2 separate regions of the Mus musculus genome follow, and region 2 is linked to region 1. Evidence: chromatin contacts called from public Hi-C data. All regions are on one chromosome and are shown on one strand. Each heading gives the region's core, a stretch centred on a gene start, on an enhancer-like site or on the middle of the called end of the contact. The rest is flanking DNA. Distances are from core to core; before and after follow the strand shown. Region 1 holds the start of Gnpnat1 (glucosamine-phosphate N-acetyltransferase 1). Region 2 has its middle 22 kb from the start of A530076I17Rik.

Region 1 (4,400 bases), core at 155-2,654:
TTATTGGAGTTGATTAAACATGGAGATTTTTTTAAAAAGCTGGTTCTAAGGTACCCCTCTCTACTACTCCCCCCCCCACCCAAGTTCAAGGCTAGCCCCTGCTACACAGGCTGTTTTATCAAAACAAAACTACAAGAAGCCTTCATTCTGTAGCACTTAAAGGTCACCACCTAACTTCCTCTCTAAGTTTGGTTGTAAACTCTAACTAAAAGCCCCTCCCCCTCTACCCAGTAGGGTTTAACTTCTAAATTAGCATTTGTTTACAATGCTTGAGTATTGCCTAAGCCCTAGTCCAGTGAACCTCTAGTCAATGAATAATGAATGACGTAAGGTATTATCTAGAAATCACATTTCAGAAAGTCATGTAGAAAAAAAGATTGCCACATGGCCACAAGTGAGAAGACAAAAGACATACACCCAACTTCAAGTTTGGTTTCCCAGCCTCTGAATGAGTCTGGATATAGATGGGGAGCGGCTGCTTCCTGAAAAACAGCGGAGCAACAAGTAGGAAGATTGAAGACCAGGATTCACACATTTCTAAACATGATCTGCAGCCAAATCAAACTCGCTGTGATAGGTTACAGGTAGACAGACAGATAAGTAGACAGCTCCGAGTATCTTCATGAAAGGTAGTATTTCATGAAGCAAGAAGTCTTTCCCGTTAGTGTACTTAATCTACACGATCTGATTAGCCCCAAGTCTAGTTGCACAGTTGGGAGCACCGAGTTTCCAAGACTAGCCCTAAGGTTAGTTAACACTCATCAACAAATGAGTGGCCTGGAATGAGGATCCTCTCATTTTCCCATAGAGCATTACTGCAGGAAAGTCAACAGATGACAATCTTTGCATCATGGAATCTGTTTGAATCATACAATTCCTACCTTAATGAATCCATTTCCTGAGACCTACTCTTGGATTAATTAATCCCAAACAAACCCCCATTTATTTTTTTACAGGAACAAATTTTATGCTTGCCTTACATAAACATTAGCTCTAACACATAATAGAAACCACACAGTTGGTGTTTCTAGAGGTTCAAGTTCTAGGTTCCCCCACCCCAGGTTTCATACAGTCTGCGCAGCTGGGGCTCTTCAGAGCCGGTGCTTGTCTTCAGCGGCTCTGACCGCTACACCCGTAAAAGGGAACCGAGGGTTCGCGCCCTTTCATAGGGACGGCGGCAGAAAAGGTGAGGACCGTCCCCCATTCCCACGCCACGGACACTCCTAGGCCCTCCAAGACCCTGCCCGGCCAGACTGCCGGGCATCAAGCTTTGCCGCCCGGCTCCCGGGCAGGGCGTCTCAGCCTCTGCGGTCCCAAGCCCGCCAGCCCTCGCGTCCCAGCCCCAGGCCGCCTCACCGCACTGGAGCGGACCACGCTCCAGTCCCGGCGCGTCAGTCTCCCTGCGGGTCAAAGCGCCGCCGCATCCGGATCCGGCTGCAGCTCCAGCCCCGCCCCCCGTGCGCCCCCACGCGCCGCAGCCGGAACCGCCAGGCCAAACGTGGCCGGACCAACGCCTCTGCCCTGCCCCGCCCTCACGCACCGCTGCGCACGCGGAGGCACGGCCACGCACACCACTCCTGGGCTCCGGAGGCGAGGCGGGGCGGGGCGGGGCGGGGCGTGGGGCAAAGACCAGGGGCAAAGCTTGCGTCATCAGTTTACCTTCCAGACTTGCCTTTCGCTCACTGCACGAGAGTACCACCGTCGCTCTCACACCTTATCTGAAAATAAAGCCATAGGAGTATAAGCAGCCTACCGCGATGACCGGTGTGGGTTCCTTTCATTCTCCGAGCCCTAAGGCTCCTACCCTGTCAGTCCCATCGTCCCCCTCCCTCACTTGCATGCAGTCCATTAACAGGACTGGTGATTACATCTCCTGATTGTCAAATGTCTGAGACAAGGCTGGGCTTCTGTCTTCTAGAAACTGAGCTGGAACCACTCACCCTTGAGCTCTCTTGAGCTTTCCACTGCAGCCCTTTGCTTCCTATGACACCCGGAACATTTCAGCTTACTCTGGGCAAGAAGTGGCTACGTTCTCCAGGCAGTGAAGAGTGGGGTAGAGGCCAGGGCCCTGAAAGCATCTTACAGTATACAGCAAATACTGTGCTTGTTCTGTAATCTCAGTCCTGGGAAGGTTCCTACCTCCAGTGTCTCTCTCTTAAGTGTCATTTAGTGTCATCTGACAAGTGAGGAAGCAGAGATTTGGAGATATACATACATACATACATACATTCACACACACACACACACAGCGAGTGTGTGTGTGTGTGTGTGTGTGTGTGTGTGTAGTACTTGGTGCATGCCTTTAATTCCAGCACTAGAGACCAGAGGCTTTGTGCATCTCTGTGAGTTCAAGACAGTTCTACACAATTAGATCAAATACAGCCCCGAATATGTAGAGAAATGCTGTCACTAGATAGATAGATAGATAGATAGATAGATAGATAGATAGATAGATAGGGGAGGAGGAAGAAATGTCTTGAATATACCAAGACGTATACCACTTCCATCTCTGAACTCATTAAAATATTTGTTTTTTTTAAAGATTTATTTATTATATGTAAGTACACTGTAGCTGTCCTCAGACACACCAGAAGAGGGAGTCAGTTCTTGTTACAGATGGTTGTGAGCCACCATGTGGTTGCTGGGATTTGAACTCTGGACCTTTGGAAGAGCAGTCGGGTGCTCTTACCCACTGAGCCATCCCGCCAGCCAAAATATTTGTTTTTTAATGTCTTACTACATTATTTTGCTTATTTTAAAACTTGCAGCATCAGAGAAATACAGAATAAAAAGTCATGTGTCCCCATGGCTTCGCCTGTAGAATTAACATTATGTTAACAGCTTGGTAGAAATGTCTTCGGATTATGTGAATTTCCTTTGCTGTGCTTCCATTTTACTTGTGGCTTTGAACATTTGTGACACAGCTTCCTAATCTTTGGTGGTATCTGGTACCTAATCTGACACTGTGACGGTCTAATAAAGCAATACAAATAAAACATTCAACATGTATCCTGGCCTGTAATATGTGCTTAAGATGCTAGTTTGTGTACATGTATGTGTGTGTAGAAGGAATAAACTACAGTATGGTGAAATGAGGAACATCTACCCAAATTCCAGTGCAACAAAACCTGTTAGTTAACTGCATGTCTTACTCAGAAATGGCAGCGTAATTACTCGATGCAATCTCATAGGGGCCCAGACCACCCTGTCACAAAAATACTATACTCTGAAATAAATCATATCTTTAATGAAAAGAGACTAGAAAATCACAGGTAGACCTTTACCGATTAACTCAGGCTGATGTTCCACTCACAATGACTGGCCAATTAGTAAACACAGCCTTGCCTAAAACTGCTAGCTAACTGGAACAGGGCATAGTTAGTGAGCACCGCTACGTCTTTTACAATCCCCTGTCTCTCCTTTCACTCAGGGCAGCACAATACATGTGAACTGTATTCTGAATTTATATGGTGGATATCTCCCCACATCAGTGCAGCCATTCACCCGCTGACCACGTGTTGTGCCCTCTGCATATCAAGCGTTGTAGTGTTGGGATAACATATTTGCTAAGGTGCTACGCTCTCCGGTCGAGTCAACTGGACAAGCCGAAAGGCTTAAAAGTCACTCATGAGGCAAAAGAGTTTCAAGGAAGCTCTTCTCCTGGAGTCTAGCATTCCCTACCCATACAGTAATTTTTCATTCCCGCGTTCCATTCCTGCGTTAGTCTAGTGTATGGATCCACGTGCTCTCTTTCAGTATTTTCCTATTATAAGTGCTTTTTAAAATTGAATTCTGACATGGCTTAAGCCTTCCACCAGTGTTCCAACAGTCCTAGTTCGTCCTTAGCAAGACCTTGGTCTTGGAATTCAGTAAGATTGTAAAAGCTAAGTCACTCCCTTACACAGGAATTTACCATCACTAAGGAAGAAGGAAGTTTCAGACCAAAGGAGAAACCAGAATAGATTCTATAGCAGAGTTACACCCATACACACGTATTTACAATGGCCTAAGGGGAAGGTGGACTATACAAGAGACTAAAATAGGAACTATGGCAAGGACAGGAAGCCCTTGACCCTGGCTTCTAAGATTAGTGAATTTTAGGTGGAGCCCTTGTTGATCCCAGCTGTTATCAATGTATTCTATCCTGGGTGGTTCCTGTTAGACCTTTTGTGTTTGCATTCCTCTGTTTTATGTAAGATTCCGGTTACCTCAATTGTACCTTGCGAATATGTCACCCAACTTCCTTATTGTCCTCTGCATAAAAAGTCTGATGCTCAAGTTGTAAAATTACACTCAGATTGATTCCACATGAACTCTCCTGTGTGTGTGTCTGTTTGTCGTTCATCCACGCTTTGCCCACCCGCGTCGAGAGACCCCGTTCCACGCAGACACAGGGACCC
Region 2 (4,594 bases), core at 1,330-3,829, 300 kb after region 1:
ATTTAAGGGGCAATTTACTTCATTGGAATGGAGGGAGAGACAGTTCTCCTGTACAGCTGGGGCAGCACAACAGGAATAAGAGGTGGTCCTGAATCAGCAATCACCTGGGGGAGTGCAGGGCCAACCACACACATGGCTGGATTATAATACAGATGTCCCAAGGCCACACAGCACATGAGACCCATGGTACAGGCAAGCCAAGATCCCGTGGGAGCGAAATAAGTCTCTGACTTAAGAGTAACCGTGAGACAAGGATTACAAGAGGCAGGAAAAGGGGGTATATAACCAAACAGGAGTCCTATTGTGAAAGAGTCTCAGCCTGAATGGATCTGGTTCAGGTAAGAGGGTTCATTTCTGGTCCTGGTCTGGAACAGGCTTGGCAAGGGAGCGGTGAATCCAGGCAGATATCCATCAACCTTGGTTGCAGCTGATGTCAGGATGACAGCGTGAAGTCCTTTCCAGGCAGGCAGATGTCAGTACATTTTTCTGGAACTACTACTATCTTCTTCTTCTTCTTCTTCTTCTTCTTCTTCTTCTTCTTCTTCTTCTTCTTCTTCTTCTTCTTCTTCTTCTTCTTCTTCTTCTTCTTCTTCTTCTTCTTCTTCTTCCTTCTCCTTCTCCTCCTCCTCCTCCTCCTCCTCCTCCTCCTCCTGCTTCTTCTTCTTCTTCTTCTTCTTCTTCTTCTTCTTCTTCTTCTTCTTCTTCTTCTTCCTTCTCCTTCTCCTCCTCCTCCTCCTCCTCCTCCTCCTCCTCCTCCTCCTCCTCCTCCTCCTCCTCCTCCTCCTCCTCCTCCTCCTCCTCCTCCTCCTTCTTCTTCTTCTTCTTCTTCTTCTTCTTCTTCTTCTTCTTCTTCTTCTTCTTCTTCCTTCTCCTTCTCCTCCTCCTCCTTCTTCTATTTATTTTTGTATGAGAATACACTGTCACTCTCTTCAGACACACCAGACACACCATGAACCACCATGTGGTTGCTGAGAATTGAACTCAGGATCTCTGCAAGGGCAGTCAGTGCCCTTAACTGTTGAGCTGTCTCTTCAGTCACCCTTCCTGGAATTTCTTAAAGTACACTTGGCCTCTTGGGAAGAATGAATGATGAGGCACTAAGGAGAGATCCAGAAAGGCATCTTGAACCCTAGAATGGACTGCAGCCTGGGCCTGTAGGAGAGACTGGAAACACTTTAAAAGAGACCAATTAGTAATCTCTTCAATAATAGGGTCCCTTTTAGCAGCACTCCCTTTTAAATCAATAGTCAGTAGGCCTTAGGTATGGGAGTCTCCAGGAGGTCTGGCTAACTGGCCTGAGATATGTCCAGTAAGTCCTAACAGTCATGAAGGGGGCCTCAGGGTTGCCATCAGGCAGCAATGGCACAGGGTTGAGACTCAGTACAGCAACAAAATGAAATAGGACCAATCAAGCAACAGACTGATATTGAGTGATGTGAGCCTTTGACATCTACCAACTGTGGTTATTTTAATGGGAATATATGACCCCCAAAGGTTCATACATTTGAATGCTTAGTCATTTGTTAGACTTAGACTATTTGAGCAAGATTAGGAGATGTGGCCTTGTTGGGGGAGGTGTGGCCTTGCTGGAGAAGGTGTGGGCTTTGAGGTTTTAAAAGTCCACATTAGAGCCGGTCTCTTTCTCTCTCTCTGCCTGTCTGCCTGTGTTTTTAGGTTATAGTTTCCAGCTACTGTTCCAGTGCCATGCCTGTCTTTGCTGCCATGTTCCTCCCATGATGATAATAGACTAATCAATCCTCTTAAAGGTTAGTCTAATCTTTCTATAAGCAAGGCCAATTAAGTGCTTCCTTTTATAAGAGTTGCTATGGTCATGGTGTCTCGTCATAGCAGTAGAACCATGACTAAAACACTGGCCATTTGTCACTCTTAGGAGGGCTTCCATAGCGTGGGGAGCTTTGCAAGTCAGGTTCTGGACGCAGGGAGCTTATTAGCAGGGAGCTTATTAGCTTTCCTTACTTGTATAGTAGTTGTGGTTAAGGCACCCGAACAGGACGATTAACTGGCAGCCACTGTGTCCAGATGCTTGGATAGATATATTACAGGCTTTGGCTAGGTCTGAGATAAAATACATTTTGCAATGCTCTGAGTCTCATGGGTGAAAAGGTGGAATGGTTTAGGGATACCTGGTAACTAAATCTGGGACTTGGGTTACAATCTGTGTTAGTTCTCAGAAGGCTTGTTCCTCTGTTTCAAAGGCTGGTCTCTCCAGAGGGAAAGAATAAAAGGTCTGGGCTTTTTCAGCAAACCCAGGAATCCAGAGACTGAGATGTCCCCACTGCCCCCTGGAGTCGTGTACTTGCTTCTTGGCTAGGAGACTGAGAGTCTAGAGGACTGGAGACATTGGCAGCAGGAGGCCTGGGACAGGTAGCCCAGCAGCGCTGGACTCCCTGTAGGTGAAGCAGCCTCTAACTGCCTTCCTCTACCTTCCAGTACCCAGCAGTGCCACTGCAGTTTAGCTCTGTGCAGATCAGCGAGCAATCCCTCTCCACCATCCCCTTCCAGACTCCCTAGCTTTGGCAGGTCCTTTTTCTGACCGGAAGAAGGAGGAGCTGTTGCATCCAGGATGAGGCTGAGCCAGTCTTTGCTAGGTGAAGCGGGCCCAGACTGACGGTCGTCCCAGGACCCCGTACTGTGGAGCCCTGGGCCAGGAGTGTGTAGCTCCAGGACCTGATGGGTTTGACTGGCGGTTTCTTATCCCGGAGAAGAAAGCTGACAGTCTTTGCAAACAAACAAACAAAAAAGACTAAAACGGCTAAAACAGCTAAAACAGCTAAAACCGGCAGAGGTTGCCACCTACTGGCAGCATCTGGAAAATCAAGCAGAATTTTAATCAGCGTCAGCGCCCTTTGGGGGTTGGTGAGGAATGGGGGAGAAGAGGCAACTCCTTTCTGGGGGCGGGGGAGGGGAGGGGAGACGAAACAAAACAGAAACACCAATAGCAAAATCAAGAAATCAATTAAACAACTCTGTGAGTCAAACTTGTCTGACAACATTCAATCACTCACCCATGAATAAATGGCTGGTTATTCATTCAAGTAAAATAGAATCTCTCATGAGAGGCTAAACCAGGATAAAAAGTCCCCCACTCCTGGCGTCCCAACTTAGTATGGAGAACTGGAGAAGTTCTCTTTAGAATTTTTCTACCTAAACCAGGAAAAGAGCCTTGACTATCCATCCCTCTTAGTCAGAAGAAGGAGGAGAAGAAAAAGTAGAGGAGGGCAAAGAGAAGACGACTCGACTCCCCTTAAGTCCTACCTCATTTATCCAGAAAGTTCCCATGAGCCTCATCCTCTGCAACCAGAACCAGAACTGAATTCAGTACATAGACTCATCCTAAGAGTGTGAGTAGGATTCTGTTTTGGTGCTGGGAACATGGCAGTCACTCTAGACCTCTCAGGACTCAGTGAGAAGAACTGGGCTCTGGAACATTCGTCGGGGTATCTCCCCTGTGACCTCTCTCTGGCAGGGCAGGGGTGAGGCTGAGTCCCACAGGACATGGGGGAATCTCATTGTGGCCTCCAATGTTGTGATCCACATAACAGAGTTTCGGTCAACTATGCTGATTAAACCAACTAAAGAAGTTTTAAGCCCTTTTTATAGATGGCCAGACCAAGAGGAGGCGTGAGCTTTAGAAAAGTCATCTTGGTACCTAAGCTCAGAGATACAGAGTTTTTAAAGGCAAAACCCCAAGATACATCAGTTAGATAAGGGTCAAAGTAAACCCTCTGAAATGCTCATTTCTGGCAGAGCATAAGAGTTATTTTAGACATGACTTGCTGATTATTTTGGTTAACAACATGATCAAGGCCATGGGAATCTCAAACATGTTACCAAGACAGAAGTGAGTGTTGTGGGGACTTGGCTATAGAGGCTGAGAACTGCCCAGGCAAGATTCTGCCAGAACGGGAGGGGGAATTGCCTTAGTCACGTCAAAGCCACTTTAGTCTTTCCAGCAAAGGCAGGTGCCTCCTTCACGAGCAGTGAGAAGAACTAAGGCCCCGAGGTTACAGAGGATCGCTGCAGCGGGAATCATGATGCTTTGGGGGCTTTTCTGTCAAAAGCATCATTCCTAGAGAAAGTGCAGAAACATATGGAAAGAGGTATCACCAAGTGAAGACATTCGTCGTAGAGCATCAGGTCTCGTAGAGCATCAGGTCTCAAAGCAAGAAAGCAGGGGGTTAGATGAAATCTTGGAGATAGTTAAATGGAAGAGAGTAAGCTGTCACATGAAGGGAACATGGCAGTTTTCTCCAACGTAGAGGCTAGAATCTCTTGTCCAGGGAGAGTCCTGAACAGATAATGAAGGATAAAGGAAAGCAATGCCTGACAGTTGGATGTCCCGTTTCGTGCCTATGTCTCTCTTTATCTCTCATTCTTCTTTCTCTCTTGCTTTTTATCACCCCAAGTGAGGAGTCTGGGGGCCTACAGCGGTTGCTTGATAGCTTTCTTTGCATGTCAGAGGCTGGCTGGGTAAGGGGTTGAGTGGTTGGAACAATCCCCTCCCAGGTATTCCAAACCTGTATCCATAGATTTTCAGAAAACCTTACTTAGCTGCTCACTGAGGAACACAGGG

What was found. A called contact is a pair of places that touch in the nucleus more often than the background predicts.
Region 2: a contact with region 1 is called in a Hi-C map of cortical neurons, with 2.2 times the contacts expected there. The contact joins the enhancer-like site here to the promoter of Gnpnat1 in region 1. A contact is called at or near these places in 1 of 15 datasets of contacts at CTCF or cohesin (the NIH/3T3 cell line), 2 of 484 Hi-C or Micro-C datasets (cortical neurons and nephron progenitors), 6 of 115 datasets of contacts at active chromatin or transcription factors (embryonic forebrain, embryonic hindbrain, embryonic limb bud and 3 more) and 2 of 9 other capture datasets (adipose tissue and liver).

What each region holds. Positions count from the first base shown.
Region 1 is chr14:45,387,392-45,391,791 of GRCm38.p6, forward strand. Gnpnat1 (glucosamine-phosphate N-acetyltransferase 1) reads right to left here and starts at 1,405. Exons shown (of 6, transcript NM_019425.2): 1 at 1,357-1,405. Gm41143 (a long non-coding RNA gene) reads left to right here and starts at 4,342. Exons shown (of 3, transcript XR_874578.1): 1 at 4,342-4,400.
Region 2 is chr14:45,688,307-45,692,900 of GRCm38.p6, forward strand. No RefSeq gene overlaps it. Among named protein-coding and RNA genes, the nearest start is that of A530076I17Rik, 22 kb to the left of the region's middle. Within about 2 kb of position 2,580, at least 145 of the 459 cell types and tissues checked have an H3K27ac peak or open chromatin away from gene starts, as enhancers often do. A contact at or near this core is called in adipose tissue, cortical neurons, embryonic forebrain and 4 more, where this site is marked.